2 separate regions of the Rattus norvegicus genome follow, and region 1 is linked to region 2. A link is a contact called in public Hi-C data. All regions are on one chromosome and are shown on one strand. Each heading gives the region's core, a stretch centred on a gene start, on an enhancer-like site or on the middle of the called end of the contact. The rest is flanking DNA. Distances are from core to core; before and after follow the strand shown. Region 1 holds the start of Inpp5a (inositol polyphosphate-5-phosphatase A). Region 2 has its middle 60 kb from the start of Pwwp2b.

Evidence for each region. Hi-C and Micro-C count contacts between places; a contact is called where the count stands out from the background.
Region 1: a contact with region 2 is called in a Hi-C map of the A7r5 cell line, with 4 times the contacts expected there. The contact joins the promoter of Inpp5a here to the enhancer-like site in region 2. A contact is called at or near these places in 6 of 12 Hi-C or Micro-C datasets (the A7r5 cell line, the Rat2 cell line, Schwann cells and 3 more) and 1 of 1 datasets of contacts at active chromatin or transcription factors (oligodendrocytes).

Annotation. Positions count from the first base shown.
Region 1 is chr1:203,615,608-203,622,815 of GRCr8, reverse strand. Inpp5a (inositol polyphosphate-5-phosphatase A) reads right to left here and starts at 2,833. Exons shown (of 16, transcript NM_001108923.2): 1 at 2,477-2,833. The coding sequence starts at 2,551. It overlaps LOC134485194 (a long non-coding RNA gene), which reads left to right. Exons shown (of 2, transcript XR_010063187.1): 2 at 1-3,598. LOC134485196 (a long non-coding RNA gene) reads right to left here and starts at 6,320. Exons shown (of 2, transcript XR_010063189.1): 1 at 5,243-6,320; 2 at 4,716-4,954.
Region 2 is chr1:203,527,188-203,533,990 of GRCr8, reverse strand. No RefSeq gene overlaps it. Among named protein-coding and RNA genes, the nearest start is that of Pwwp2b, 60 kb to the right of the region's middle. Within about 2 kb of position 1,845, at least 3 of the 93 cell types and tissues checked have an H3K27ac peak or open chromatin away from gene starts, as enhancers often do. A contact at or near this core is called in the A7r5 cell line, where this site is marked.

The DNA of each region.
Region 1 (7,208 bases), core at 1,584-4,083, 88 kb before region 2:
TCCAGAGCCAGCATGACTGTTTCAAATCGGACACTTTCCTCCTGGGAGCTGATTCCCTCAAACAACAGCTAAGGCACTGGGCAGGGGAGCGCATGTTTCCCACAGCAAGAGCTCCTTTACACCACTGGAGAGGTATGTCTGTCATCAGGGGCACAGTCAATCGCACTTTCTGAGTCCAGTATAGCTGAGGAATTAAAATCTACCTCACTTGAGAATTTGCTACTTTCTCTCCCCAGCTTCTTTCCCACAACGCCCAATCCCTGACCAAGGAAGCAGGCCACAGAATGTGAGTGTGCCCTTCTTGGTCATTCCATTAAGGGTATGCCTGTCCCTGGGGACTGGTTTGGAATTAACTTAGGAACAATTCGTCAAGACAGATATTCCTTTTAGATATAAATGTAGTGCAAAACTTCAGAGAGCCTTAAGAAAACAAGTAAAAAGTCAGACACTATGTTGCTGAAAAGTGAGTTAAGGAAGGCATGGTGGTCTACCATCTTTAATCCCAGCAGACGCAGGTGACGCAGGTGGATCTGCCTGCCTAGTCTACACAGTAAGTTCCAACGCCAGTGAGGGCTACGTAAGGGCTCCATACATAATTAATTCACCCTCTTTAATATCGGCGGAGAGAAGTGTGTTACGTATATATACGATTGAAACGCAACAGAAACTCTAGAACTCAGAATCAAAAATTACTAGAAAGAATGTTTCTCACAGCAAAATTATTTTCCCTTGGAGATGAAAGTGCCCCACCATGCCTAATTTTCCTGACATTTCTGAGGCTTTGAAGCCACAGCTAACGGATCTGAATCATCTGAACAAAACCACGCTACAGTGACAAGTTACTGGAAGGCCTAGAATAGAATGCTAAATATACAGGCACACACCCATACAGGCCCTTGTGGAAAACGATCACACGTGAAACTACATCAAGTTGTCCAAAACTTGAGAGGGCAGACAGTGCCTCTCTAGCAGGGAACTAGAACACGGATGTGTCTGTAAGTGAAAATAACAAAATATAGTAATAACGCCTGCCTTTACTAATAAAAGCCAAGCTTACACTGTCTGTGAACTCAGTTCAGTGAAACTCTTCTCCCATGCTCCCTGCCAGGAAGGAAACAGGACCCTCGCCTGAAATCTACATCAGGCCTGTATCCAAGCCCTGGCATCATCCCAACTGTTCACCTAGGCAAGGGGAGGGAGAGGGAGAAAGGGGAGTATGTGGTTCCGTAGTTCCAGCTGTGGCATTACCCTTTCTTCTTAAGCAAGCGTGCCACTTGGAGCCGCATCCTGCTTTATTTGGGTTGGCAGTTTAAGTACCAACAGCGGGGTGGCATCATGGCTGCAATGCTGAACTAGGTCAGCCCCAGCCTGCTCCAGGGAGCTCCCAGTGCCCCAGGCCTCAGCTCCCTTCTGCCTCCCAGAGGAGAAAGCCCAGGGTTCCAGGGTGGGACTGGAGGAACTGTTCTACAAGATAAGGGCCTTTGGCACCATTTTTGGCCTTGAAGAGCTTTTCATCACCGGGTTCATTTAGTAAACAGGAATATAAAGTCCTCCAAGGCTTGAATACAGCTACCTCATTTGAGTACTAGTGCTATTGCAAGTAACCTGGCAAAATGAGGGTGTCTTACTCCTCAGGCCCCTCACAAGATGGGACCAAGGGATGACACCTAGGTACCAGGACTCAGATGATGGAGTTCAAGGTTTGGGACTGAGGTCTATTGGGAAGAAGGTTCAGGGATGGGAGGTGGGGTGCAGAATTAGAGGCAGGGATCCCACTCTAGGGCCAAGAGTAGGTGTAGTAACTCATGTTTCAGGATAGAGACTCAGCATTCAGGGTCAGTGACGTCTGGGTTGGGAGGACAAGGAACCAAAATTTGAACGCTGGGTTTCTGGAATCAGAAACAGACTTTGGGGATCAGAGTCAGAGACTGAGAGCCAGGGGTGAATCAGGAAACCCGGGGTCAGCGTGTGCTTAGGTTTGGAGGCCAGCACAACCAAGTATCAGGATTCTGGGTCAAAACTCCAGGTAGGAACTTGTGGCTATGAAGTTCCGGAGCAGGAAAGGGATAGGGATTTGCTATCTCAGAAGGAAAGCAAGGAAGCAGCATCAGGATTCAAGGATCTGGACTTAGTAGTATGGGTTAAGACAGGGGTTCAAAAGCTGAGTTTGGCCTCGGGTACCAGAAAAGCGGTGTTAAGGTCCCGGGTGTATAGCTGGAAGTTTCCTGGCCTAGGGTACCCCCACTATGAGGTCAGGGTCTGGGGCTTGGGAAATCCCTGGTCGGAGTCTCCAGCTGTGGGTAGGGGGCATCAGAGTTACACGTCCAAAAGACAACTGGCCAGGGGTTCGCAGCTATAGAAGGCACTGTAGGGGCCGGAATTTAGGGTCTCCAACTGTAAACGGGGATGACAGGGTCCCGGGCTGGGAGACTCCTGGCCCGTAGCCGCCCCTCCCTACCGACGGCGCGGCACTTACGTCGTCGAAGAGCGAGCCCACGTTGGCCGTGACCAGCAGGACCGCGGTGCCGGGGGCGGCCGCCTTCCCCGCCATGGTGCCCGGGCGGAGCGGGCTCTGGACTGGGTGGCGGCGGCCGCTTCCTGCGGGGCCGGTAGGGCTGGGGTCTCGCGGGGCCGCGGGGCGTCAGCTGCGCCGAGGGACAGCACTGGGGCGCATCGCGGGCTTGGCGGGTCGGACCGGGCCTGGCCGGGACTCCAGCCTTGCGGTCGCTGGCTCTTCGTTGCTCCGCGGCCCCGCGCCCGCTCGCCGCCGCGCCTCACAGCGGCCCGCGCGCAGCCATTAGACCCGCCGGGAAAGTTCCCGCAGCCGCCGCCGCCGACTCCGGCTGGGACAAGTCCCGCCCCACAGGAGGTGGGACCCTAGAAGGCGGTGCTGTCGGTCGCGCCGGAGGCGGGGTCTCCTTGTGGGGCGGTGCCTACACACAATCTACAGACCTGGGTCATAGGCTCCCTGTCTCAGGGCCGGCTGGAAGGGCGGATCCTCGGGCAGGAGCTAGGCTGGGGGGTGGGGTCTGTGCAGGGGCGGGCCTGCTCACAGGAGCTGGGCCTAGGGTGGGGAGGAGCCAACACCAGTGAAGGGGGAGAGGCGGGCATATGGGGCATTCCTGTCTGTCAGGCCCCTGAGTCCTCCCCGGCTTTGCCCCGCCCTGCCGCGGTTACGCGCATATTCCACCCTCCACTCCCATGACGTCACGGCCCTGCTAACAAGGCGCCTCTTAAAGGAGCCGCGAGTTTGGATGACTGCAGCCCGCCCTCTTTTAGCCTCTCTTGTTGGGAGCCCTGGAGCTCCTAGAACCTCTATCCTGCCCCCGATGTGGAACGCATTTCAGCCCGGGTCCAGGCCCTCGCCGGTACGGGGAGTCTGACGTAGGTGGATCGTGGGAGGGAGCGAGGTCACAGAGAATTGAGGAGGAGCCTCCTCCTGGGTCTGCAAAGAGTGGGTCTGCAGATCAAGTGTATGGGATTTTGCAATTTCCTAACACGTCCACCCAGTTCCTTATATAGGACTTTGCTTACAAGACAGAAAGCTGTTGGCATCCAGAAACAGAAATTTTTTTAAAAAAATCATTTTAAGAAGCAAGCGTATTGGTGTATTCCTGTAATCCCAGTACTTGGAAGTTGTAGCAGGATTTCTATGAGTTTGAGTTCGAGGCCAGCCTGGACTATAGCTTGAGACCATACCCCCACCTCCACCCCCCCGAAAAAGAAAGTTCAGAGTAGGTGTTTGGACAGCTAGCTGTGGCCCCCATGCCACACCCAGGGACAGTTCCCTGAGTTGGGGATGTGGTCAGTCCGGGTATTTTAGCCACCAGAGCGGGGGAGGGAGGAGGGAGGTATGCTAGTTAGAAGAGTAGAATCAGTTCTACATGTAGAAGGAAGCAAGAAGTTTCTCTGAGATAGAGACAGTTGGTCCTAGAGGTGGGACGGAGCTGATAGGGAACTTATAGTGAGCTGGGTCATCCTTGCTAGTCTAGGCCTCCAGAAAGCCCTGTCCAGTGGGCCTGCTGCACTGTAGCCCTTGAGGAGGCATCCACTGTAAAAGAAACAGTACTACAGACATACCAGAACCCTGTTTGCAAGGGGAGTTCTTCTCATGGGTTCATTCTTTAATTTTTTAGTCTGTATGTATGGTGTGCATTGGTTCAGGCACACATGCTACAGAGATCAAAATCCAGTTATCAGTTCTCTCCTTATGGGTTCTAGAATTTGAACTCAGGTCATCAAGCTTGGTGGCCAGGGCTCTTACTCACTGAGCCATCTTGCCCTCTAGATGGCCTTTTCAGAGGAAACAAGTAACTGCCTGAATTAATTTTAGCAGGGCATTTACTTAACGCAATAGATGTGAACATCATCCAGTGTGTAACTAGCATTTAGCAATGTTAATGAGCTTCCCACAGCAAGGCTTTGAAATGAGTATCTGGTGCTTACAGCGCAGTGCCCAGTAACCACATGCTCTCTACCAAGTGTTTCCCAACTCTTGGCACTATCCAAGAAAGAATTCAGAGATGAGACCAAGTAAAGAATTAAGAGAAAGTACTACTACAGAGAGAAGTCCACACTCTAGAAGCAAATGTGTGCAGGCTTCTCAAGGGAAAACCTATGGCCATGATTTTGAATGCTCTGTCTTATGGGCAAGCTTTAGAAGAGGAGAAGATTATTCAAGAGTTAAAGTAGGGAAAGAATGAATGTATGGGCACTTTCCAGAATTAAGGTTTATTTTCTGTCCTTATGGGTTTGGGCTTGTCATGATACCAGATGCATAATGGGAGCAGGCGAATTTGCACTGCCAGTGACATGGAAATGCTGCTATAAAGAAGCAAAGATTAGCGTCCATTTTCATCCCAGCGTCCCGAGTACTTTTGTCAGACACTTTGCACGGATACTGATGTGCTGCTGCTGCTGCTGCTGCTGCTGCTGCTGCTGCTGCTGCTGCACTCTGCAATAGCATCACACCCAAGCTGCAGTGTAATTACCTTTAGTTTTCCCTGTCCCTAGTCTACCTCACAACCCTTTTATTCTACAAAAATCCATCCATCAGCTGATCAGTGTCCACACCACTTGGTAGTAGATGTCTGCTGTGAATTGCGTACCCCATCCAGACTCGATAGACTGAAGCCCTAACTCCACATTCAGTTATTGAGAAATAAGGCATATCCTGAAGTCTTTAAAGTTGCAGGGGCCTGAAAGGGGGAGGGGGGCATTCTGATCTTTTGGGATTACTGACCTTATAAAAAGTGGGATCAGAAATCCCCAGTTCTCTGCCCCTCCGGCTGCACATAAAAGGTCACTTGAACACTGCAAGAGGACCTCGGCCTGACATCAGGAGCACCCTGAGCAGAACTTGAACGTCCAAGCTCTGAAGCTGTAAGAAACAAAGTTCTGCAGTCAAATTCCCGCAGTCTGTGTCATTTTGCCATGCCCACCAAACTGGATGACTCAACAAAGCTACACGGCCAAACATTATCTTATTTGTTTGTTTTCTTTGTTTGTCTTTGTTGGAGGGAAGGGAGACCAGATCTCCCACAGCTAGGGCTGGTACTGAATTGCTAATCCTCTTGTCTTCATTTCCCAAGGGCTGCATAATAGTACATCACTATACCTGGCGAGCATACCCTTAATAGAAACCAAATATAGGGCATGCTGTTCCCTGTAACCTGTTTTGAAAGTGGTGGCATCGCTTCCTTGCCTCCCCTCAGGCCATTTTCTCCCTTATATACCAGTACTCCCTGGCCAGTGTGAGTTTTGTCCTAACCTCCTTCCTTCATGAACATCAGATTCTATTCTTCCTTTACCCTTCCAAGCGTGGCTCACCCACATAGTCTTAGCCCCCTCTCATACCTGTTATCCATTCTTGACTCCTCTAGTACCCTAGAGGGTAGTCCTAGTCCCACTTCAACACCCTATCCTATCACAGACTCATCCCTTATATCATCAATAGCGATGTTACCTCCAAGTCCAAGCACCTCACTTTCCCTGTGACCTTCAGATTCTCTTCCACAAAACACATACACACACGCACACACACACACATTCATACATACATACACACACATATAGACACGCAAACAGCAGACACACACATGCAGACACACATAGACACACATAGACACACACATACAGACACACACACATACAGACACATAGACACACACACTCATGCAGACACACACACAGACACACATACACACACATGCAGACACACACACAGAGACACATAGACACATACATATGCGTGTGTAGACACACACACAGAGACATACAGACACATACATACACATACACAGACACACACACATGCAAACACACACAGACACACACACATACACACATGCCCATACACACACACACATACAGACACACAGACAGACACACACACACACGCAGACACACAGACACACACACATGCAGACACACAGGCACACACAGACACACACACATGCAGACACACAGGCACACACACACACACACCCCAAACCCTTCACACCCAATGCTGATCCCACCTTTTATCGGTACGCACACATGCCCACACGACCACAGACAACACATGCACATGCCTCAGCTTCCAGCTTCTCTGCTCTGCTTCTCCAGGATTCAGTCACTCTCATACACCCCCCCACACACACTGCTCCCTGTTCCTTACACTTCCTGGCTGCCCCTCAAGACTGATTATGTGCGCTATGTACTTGCTCTGAGTCTGCTCCCAACGTAGGAAAAACAAAAAATTAACCTGTACTCTCACATCCAGGCACCCTCATACTCAGAGGACACATCCACTGAGCACTCTCGGCTTTCCATGTAAGTCCTCATCACTAGAGATGTCAACAGGAATCCTGCCTCCTCTCTCTGGACCACCAGCCATCCTAGCAATTGTTCTAACCCTTCACTGTGGAAATATGTGCGGTCTGATCGTCCTGCTACAGCAGCAAGCTATTTTATCTGGTAACTACTCTGGGACTCCCCAGCCCTTCAGGGAGATGAGGCACCAATCTCACATCCAGGATGCTCCTCCTGGGCTGTAAAAGCCCTCCTTTACCCTGTACCCTGCTGTGTCCATGCATCTTTCTGCCTTTACTGCAACCCTGCCCTAAAGGTGTCCCGGAGTCTCTGCCTAGCACGTCGAGGAGCCGTTATCTTCCAGAGCGTCAGATTGGCTCCTCATAACCACATACTACGAAAGCATAATAGAGAAT
Region 2 (6,803 bases), core at 596-3,095:
CTCTATGAGTTCAAGGCCAGCCTCGTCTACATAGTGAATTTCTTGACAGACAAAACTATGTAAAGGAGATCCTGTCTCAAAAAATAAAAAAAGGGGGATAGAGAGATAGCTCAGCGGTTAAGAGCACTAATTGCTCTTCCAGAGGTCCTGAGTTCAAATCCCAGCAACCACATGGTGGCTCACAACCATCTGTAATGGGGTCCAATGCCCTCTTCTGGTGTGTCTGAAGACAGTGACAGTGTACTCACATAAAATAAATATTAAAAAAAACAATTAAAAAAATCAAATCAAAACAACAAAGCTCCAAAAGGAATAGATAGGTGATAGATATCTAGAATAGATAGAGATAGATAGATAGATAGATAGATAGATAGATAGATAGATAGATAGATAGATAATAGACAGACAGGCAGACAGCAGACAGCAGACAGGAGCACATTGCTGCACATTGCCAGCCTGGGGTCATCGGTCACTATGTATTTCCGAGATCAGATGGTCTCTTTGTGGTCACATGGGCAACAGCAAGGGGGCCAAGGACAATGGAACATAGCTTTGCGGCTGCACCACTCTGAGCCAAACCAAGCCGGTATAAAGAGCACACACAGCCTGTCAGTTCCAGGACTGCCTCAAAGAGTGTCGGAACCCAACACTTAGCTCATTCACAGTTATGTGACTACAGAAGCACCTGCCCTCGGGTGAGAAATGTCTGGGAGAAAGTTTCTGAGGTTACCCCAGGTCATGCATACATTTGACTGTAAACTTCAGAGTACCAGTCATGAGTTTCTGCTGGCTTGCTGCCAGAGGGGGCTTTTTGGAGCTGCAGCCTGTGCTGCTGCTGGTTCAGGGCAGTTTCCTTAGAGTATCAGGTATTCTGGAGCTGCTCACACAAGTGTGGGGTGCCCTCTGCTGGCAGAGATAAACATGGCAGCAGCCTGAAAGGGCAAGTCTTTAGAACACTGCCTCAGCAGGGCTAGGCTGGGCTAAACTAGGATTGAGGCTGCTAACTCCGTGAGCTGTGGGCATTCTCTGTGACCCACTGGAGTGGCTGTCTTGGTCTAATGATGTCATTTAGACCTGCCATCTCAAGCTACTCCTCTGGGCACTCCAACACCACCATCGCCCCATCTGCTGGCTCTGGGCTCATGTATCTAAGGTGGGTTACAGAAGGGCAAGCTGGAACAATGTATTGAGACCTGTCTTTAAAGAGGAGTGGGGGGACTGGGTGTGGTGGCTCACACTTTTAATTCTAGCACTTGGAAAACAGAGGTGAGTGGATCTCTATGAGTTCAAGGCCAGCCTCGTCTACATAGTGAATTTCTTGGCAGACAAAGCTATGTAAGGAGATCCTGTCTCAAAAAAAATAAAAAAAGGGGGATAGAGAGATGGCTCAGTGGTTAAGAGCACTAATTGCTCTTCCAGAGGTCCTGAGTTCAAATCCCAGCAACTACATGGTGGCTCACAACTATCTGTAATGGGGCCCAATACGCTCTTCTGGTGTGTCTGAAGACAGTGACAGTGTACTCACATAAAATAAATATTAAAAAAAATAATTAAAAAAATCAAATCAAAACTCCAAAAGGAATAGATATGTGATAGATATCTAGAATAGATAGATAGATAGATAGATAGACAGACAGACAGACAGACAGATAGATGATAGACAGATAGACAGCAGACAGGAGCACTAAGCAGGCTGCACATTGCCAGCCTGGGGTCAGGAGCTCCTTGGCATTTCCCCTGAGAAGAATCTTGGCATCCATGGTGAGTCAACCACGTGATTCTGATCTCACCCCACTTATCACCAGCCTGTGCCCACAGCCCACTGGCAGTCAGGGACGTGTACACAGTAGGAGCTACATTCCCCATTTGCTCACCAGCAATGATGTTCTGAGCTGCCAATCAGTGGGTCCTCTGGATTAGCTAAATCACAGAGTGACCCAGGCACTAGCATATGCTGGATGGATGCTCAGGCTACATAGGGTCAAGGAGTCTCTGCTTCCTGAGGCTTCGCCTAGGCAAGTCCTTATGTGAGTTCCCATCATTCCCTGCAGCTGAAGCTAGAGACTGTATTTGGAGCTAATTCATGCTGCCTGTACAGCTCATTCTTGCAGACTTCTGTCGCCTATGACAGGTCTCATTGGGCTCTTCTGGGTTTGGATGGTCCCTCCTTCCCGAGGTGGGCAGTGTCCTTGCTCAGACTCTACGAATAGCTAGACATTCCTCAGGTTGTCCTCTGTGGAGGCCCAGAACAGATAAAGGGGGAAGTGACAAACAAGGCCATGTTAAAAGGCCACCACTGAAACCTTGTCTGCAAGGACTACAGAGCACTGCCTCCTCCTCTCCATCCCTGTCCAGCAACAAGTGGCTGAGCCTGGGGGAGAAACTGGAGCTGGGGCCCAGCAGGGGATGCCTGCAGCACGAGCAAGATTACAGGTGAGGCCTTCAGCCTGAGATGGGCAGTATCTTGCTTGCTACCAGGTATCACATCCAGCTCTCTCCTGTGTAATGGTTAGTGTTAATTGTTAATTTGATACAATGTAGAAGCAACTGGGAAGAGAGTTTTAGTAAGAATTAACCTGTGGGTATGGGCATGCCTGTGAGAGATTTTCTTTTTTAAACTGAGTCAATTGAAGAGGGAAGTCTATGGTGGTATGAATGAGAATGGCCCCCATAGGCCCATAGGGAGCGGATGCTATTGGGAGGCGTAACCTTGTTGGAGTAGTCTGGCCTTGTTGGAGGAAATTGGTTGGGCTTTGTGATTTCTTTTTTTTTTTTTTTTTTTTTTTTTCCGGAGCTGGGGACCGAACCCAGGGCCTTGTGCTTCCTAGGGGCTTTGTGATTTCTAATGTTCAAGCCAGACCCACTCTCTTTTCCTGCTGCCTGCAAACCCAATTATAGAACTCCGAGCTACCTCTCCAGCCTGTGTCTGCCTGTTCTGCCATGCTACCTTGCTGAGACCTAAGCAATGCTCTCTTCTAACCATGACCTACCCTAACAATCAGACACAGCAGCCTGGTGTGCTTGGCTAAGCCCCTTGGCTAAGAGGAACCTAGCATTGCCCAGACACTGGGGGGTCCCTGAGGCTATCTGGTTCATGTCCTCATGAAATGCTTTTGTTATCTGGCTGCCGGGAGTATGCCTGACAGTGGTTCTGTGCTAGGGAGTGAAAGGTGAGGTTTGACCTTACAGATCTGCTCCCTGGTCACGAGAGGGGCCTTTGCACTTAGAGGCTAACAGTTTCCAATCCGTTGTGCTGATAAGATAGCCTGACAAAAGCAACTTGTGGGAGCAAGGGTTTATTTGGTTCCCAATTCTAGGTTACAGTTCATCAATTCTGTGAATGTCACAGCAGCAAATACTTGAGAGAGCTGGTCACCTTACATCAGCAGTCAGAAGACAGCAATAGGTGCGTGCGTGCATGTGTGCGTGCTAGAACCCAGCTACCTAGCACCTTTGTGTACATTCCAGGACCCTGTCCACGAAATGGTGCTGTCCACATTCAAGTTAGGTCCTTGTCTTAGTTAGAGTTTCTACTGCTGTGAAGAAAGACCATAATTTGCTCTTCCAGAGGTCCTGAGTTCAATTCCCAGCAACCAAGTGGTGGTTCACAACCATCTGTATTGGGATCCGATGCTCTCTTCTGGTGTGTCTGAAGACAGCTACAGTGTACTCACATAAAATAAAATGAATCATGGCAACTCTTTTTTTTAAATTGTCTTCAGAGTTCTATAAAGCAATGGGATTTGAACTCAGGACCTCTGGGAGAGCAACCAGTGCTCTTAACCACTGAACCATCTCTCCAGCCCCATGGCAACTCTTTTTAAAGGAAAACAAAGGTTTTGTACTGGGCATGGTAGCACATGCCTTTAGTCCTAACACTTAAAAGGTAGAGGCAGATGGATCTCTGAATTTGAGACTAGCTTGGTCTACATAATAAGTTCTGGGATACAGTGAACATGATTGTTGGGGGGAGGGCGGCAATGGGGGGAGGGTGGGGAGGGGAATACCTATAAGGAAGGGGAGGGGGAGGGGTTAGGGGGATGTTGGCCCGGAAACCGGGAAAGGGAATAACATTCGAAATGTAAATAAGAAATACTCAAGTTAATAAAAAAAATTTAAAAAAAAGTTCTGGGATAGTCAAAGCTACAAAGTGAGACCCTGTCTCAAAAACAAAAATGGGGGTGGGGGTGGGGTGAGGTTGTGAGGGGTGGGGGTGCTGGAGCTTACTCTTTATCTTGGACAAAGTATGCGTCTGTTTCCCTTCAGTCACAAGGATACCCCCACCTTCCTACTAAGGGTTACTAGCACTGGGCACAGGCAGAAAATCCAACCCACTTATTTGAGCTTGAAACAAAAGAGGCAAGATAGGGGCTGATCAGTCTCCACCCATGCCCACAGATAAATCACTTAAGGGACAGGGCCCTGTGAAAGCACTGACCAGTCCACCTGTGGGCCAAGAAGCTGAGGAGCTTAGCAGACTAAGGCTATAGACAGGCACAATAACAGAGGCCCTAGCTCTGACATGGGCGCTCTGGGCCATAGGACCCTGGAACAAATGACAGGAGGCACTTGGGACCCAGTTGGCAGTGGGCTGGACCTGGGTCCTGGACAGCTTCCTTAGTACAGGGTCTTGGTACAGAAAGCCGCCACCATGACTTGTCTGAGCAGGCTGGGCGCTTCACGTGGCTCATCCATGTGCACTGCCACCTCTGAGCCTGGCTGTCACCCTGCCAAGCATCAGGGTTGCTATGGAAATGAAGATGTCACCTCGTTCCTCTCTCAGGACCTGCACACCCTGTGCCAGGGACTCAATGTGAGATGTTTGCTACAACTCAGCTTCTTTGTAAACACCCTCATCCCCTGGATGACTGCATTGACCTAGGATGTCCTGACATCAGAGCCAAGCACTGCAGCCCCAGAGGTAGCCCATCTGTCCTACCTCCCTCCCTGGAAGTGTGATCCCTCATAGTCATGCCCTCATGACTATGTCACTCCAGTTCTGCGTTCCAAGGGTGGCCCCAGGACTGTTCTCTGGGACTCTGCATCTAGAAGGAGGTACCCCCACAGGACTGTATGGGCTGGAGCTAGGCCACTCCTAGCAAGTCTGCACAGCTAGGAGAGACACGGAAGCCTCAGCAGCCATGTTGCTACCACTCCCCAGGTCCCACCCTGCAGCACAATGGAGTCTCTCTGAATTATCCTGGTGGAGCACCCTGGAAACCAGGGCTAGAGAACTGACCCACCACCATCACCCAGGGCCCAAGCATCTAACACTCCATATCCATCCTCCATATCCATCCGGCCTCTGGCATTGTGTCCCTACCTATGCCCATGTCCTTGAGATTCTATGCCGTCTCTTAGTCTTTGAGGTTGACAGTCTCTGCTTTATAAAGGTTCTTAAGCTCAGCCCCAAAAGTTCTAAAATATGTACATTTATCATTAAATCAAATCCACATGCAGCCTCTAGACCTTTGCCTGGCTCTTGCCTCATAACTTTGGTCACAGGCTGTCCCTTCTGTTTGTCCATGGCTCCTCTACCTGGTGCCTCTCCAACTTCACCCATTGCTGTCCAGAACCTTACCTCGGGGGTTGTTCAGGACAACTTTATCCCTTTCCTAAACCAAGCAGATATGTGTGCACCCTTGTCAGTGCCCACTTTTCTTAGATATTTAATCCGAGAAGAAGCGATTGTATTTCTCTCGGACCTGCCAGCCCTGAGCCTAGATTCCCCTCTCTGGATCTATGCAATGCTGTGAAGTGTCAGCAGGTGGCGCCACTGTACTGTTGGGTCCCTTCCTGTGGCCGACTAAGGGAAGACTACCCAAGGTGGCACAGCCTCCTGCTGCCCCGTGGCCTGGCCCAACCCTGGGAAGTTCTGAAGGCTGAAATGCTCCTGAGGTGGGGAGCAGCTGAGAGTTATTCAGGACTCTGCTGTTTTGAGACGGTACCTAGAGATAGTGTTAATACCATCCTGGGGCACGGAAGGGGGAAAGGAGGCAGAACAGGTTTATTGTGGCCTGCTCAAAATCTAGTTTCTTTTTTTTTTTTTTTGTTCTTTTTTTCGGAGCTGGGGACCGAACCCAGGGCCTTGCACTTCCTAGGCAAGCACTCTACCACTGAGCTAAATCCCCAACCCCCAAAGTCTAGTTTCTTAAAGTGACCCAGCAGAGCCCAAGATTCTAGCTCTCCCCACCCTCCATGCACACTCCAAATCTCAGTCCCAAGTAGACTGGCCATAGGCAGTACGGAGAGCACTGGACATCTTCCCTAGGGATTCTGCCCTCCTCCCTAGTGGTTTTGCTTAGGTGGGATTAGGGGGGGTGTGAGAAACAGCCAAGTTCTTAGACAGAAGTCCCAGTCCTCAGACCAGCTAGGCTGAAGCCAATGCCAAGGGGTGGGAATCAGCCTTGGGCACGAGTGGCCAGGCCTGTTGGGACCAAAGGGACATGTTAAGCTGCTATCACCAGAGTGGTCAGTCAGGGCCATCAAACCTCTAGCCCCTTCTTCCTGCTACATGGCTTTCCAGAAGCCTTCAATTTTGGAAGCCAGAGCTTCATGCAGATCAAGGCCAGGGAATCTGCCTCTCTTTGGCTGGCAGATTCCTGGGAATATGGAGAGGGTGTGTGTGCCTGGCTACCACAGGCAGCTGGGTATAGGGGTTGTTGGGTGGTATAAGGGAGCCAGGTTCAGTGTGAACAAGGGGTGCGTGAGGAGACTTCAAAATGTCTTCATCTTTCTGCAAGAAGCCAGCAGATGGTGCCCACCCCTTCAGGCTCTGCTGACCCCGTAGAAACTACAGAGTT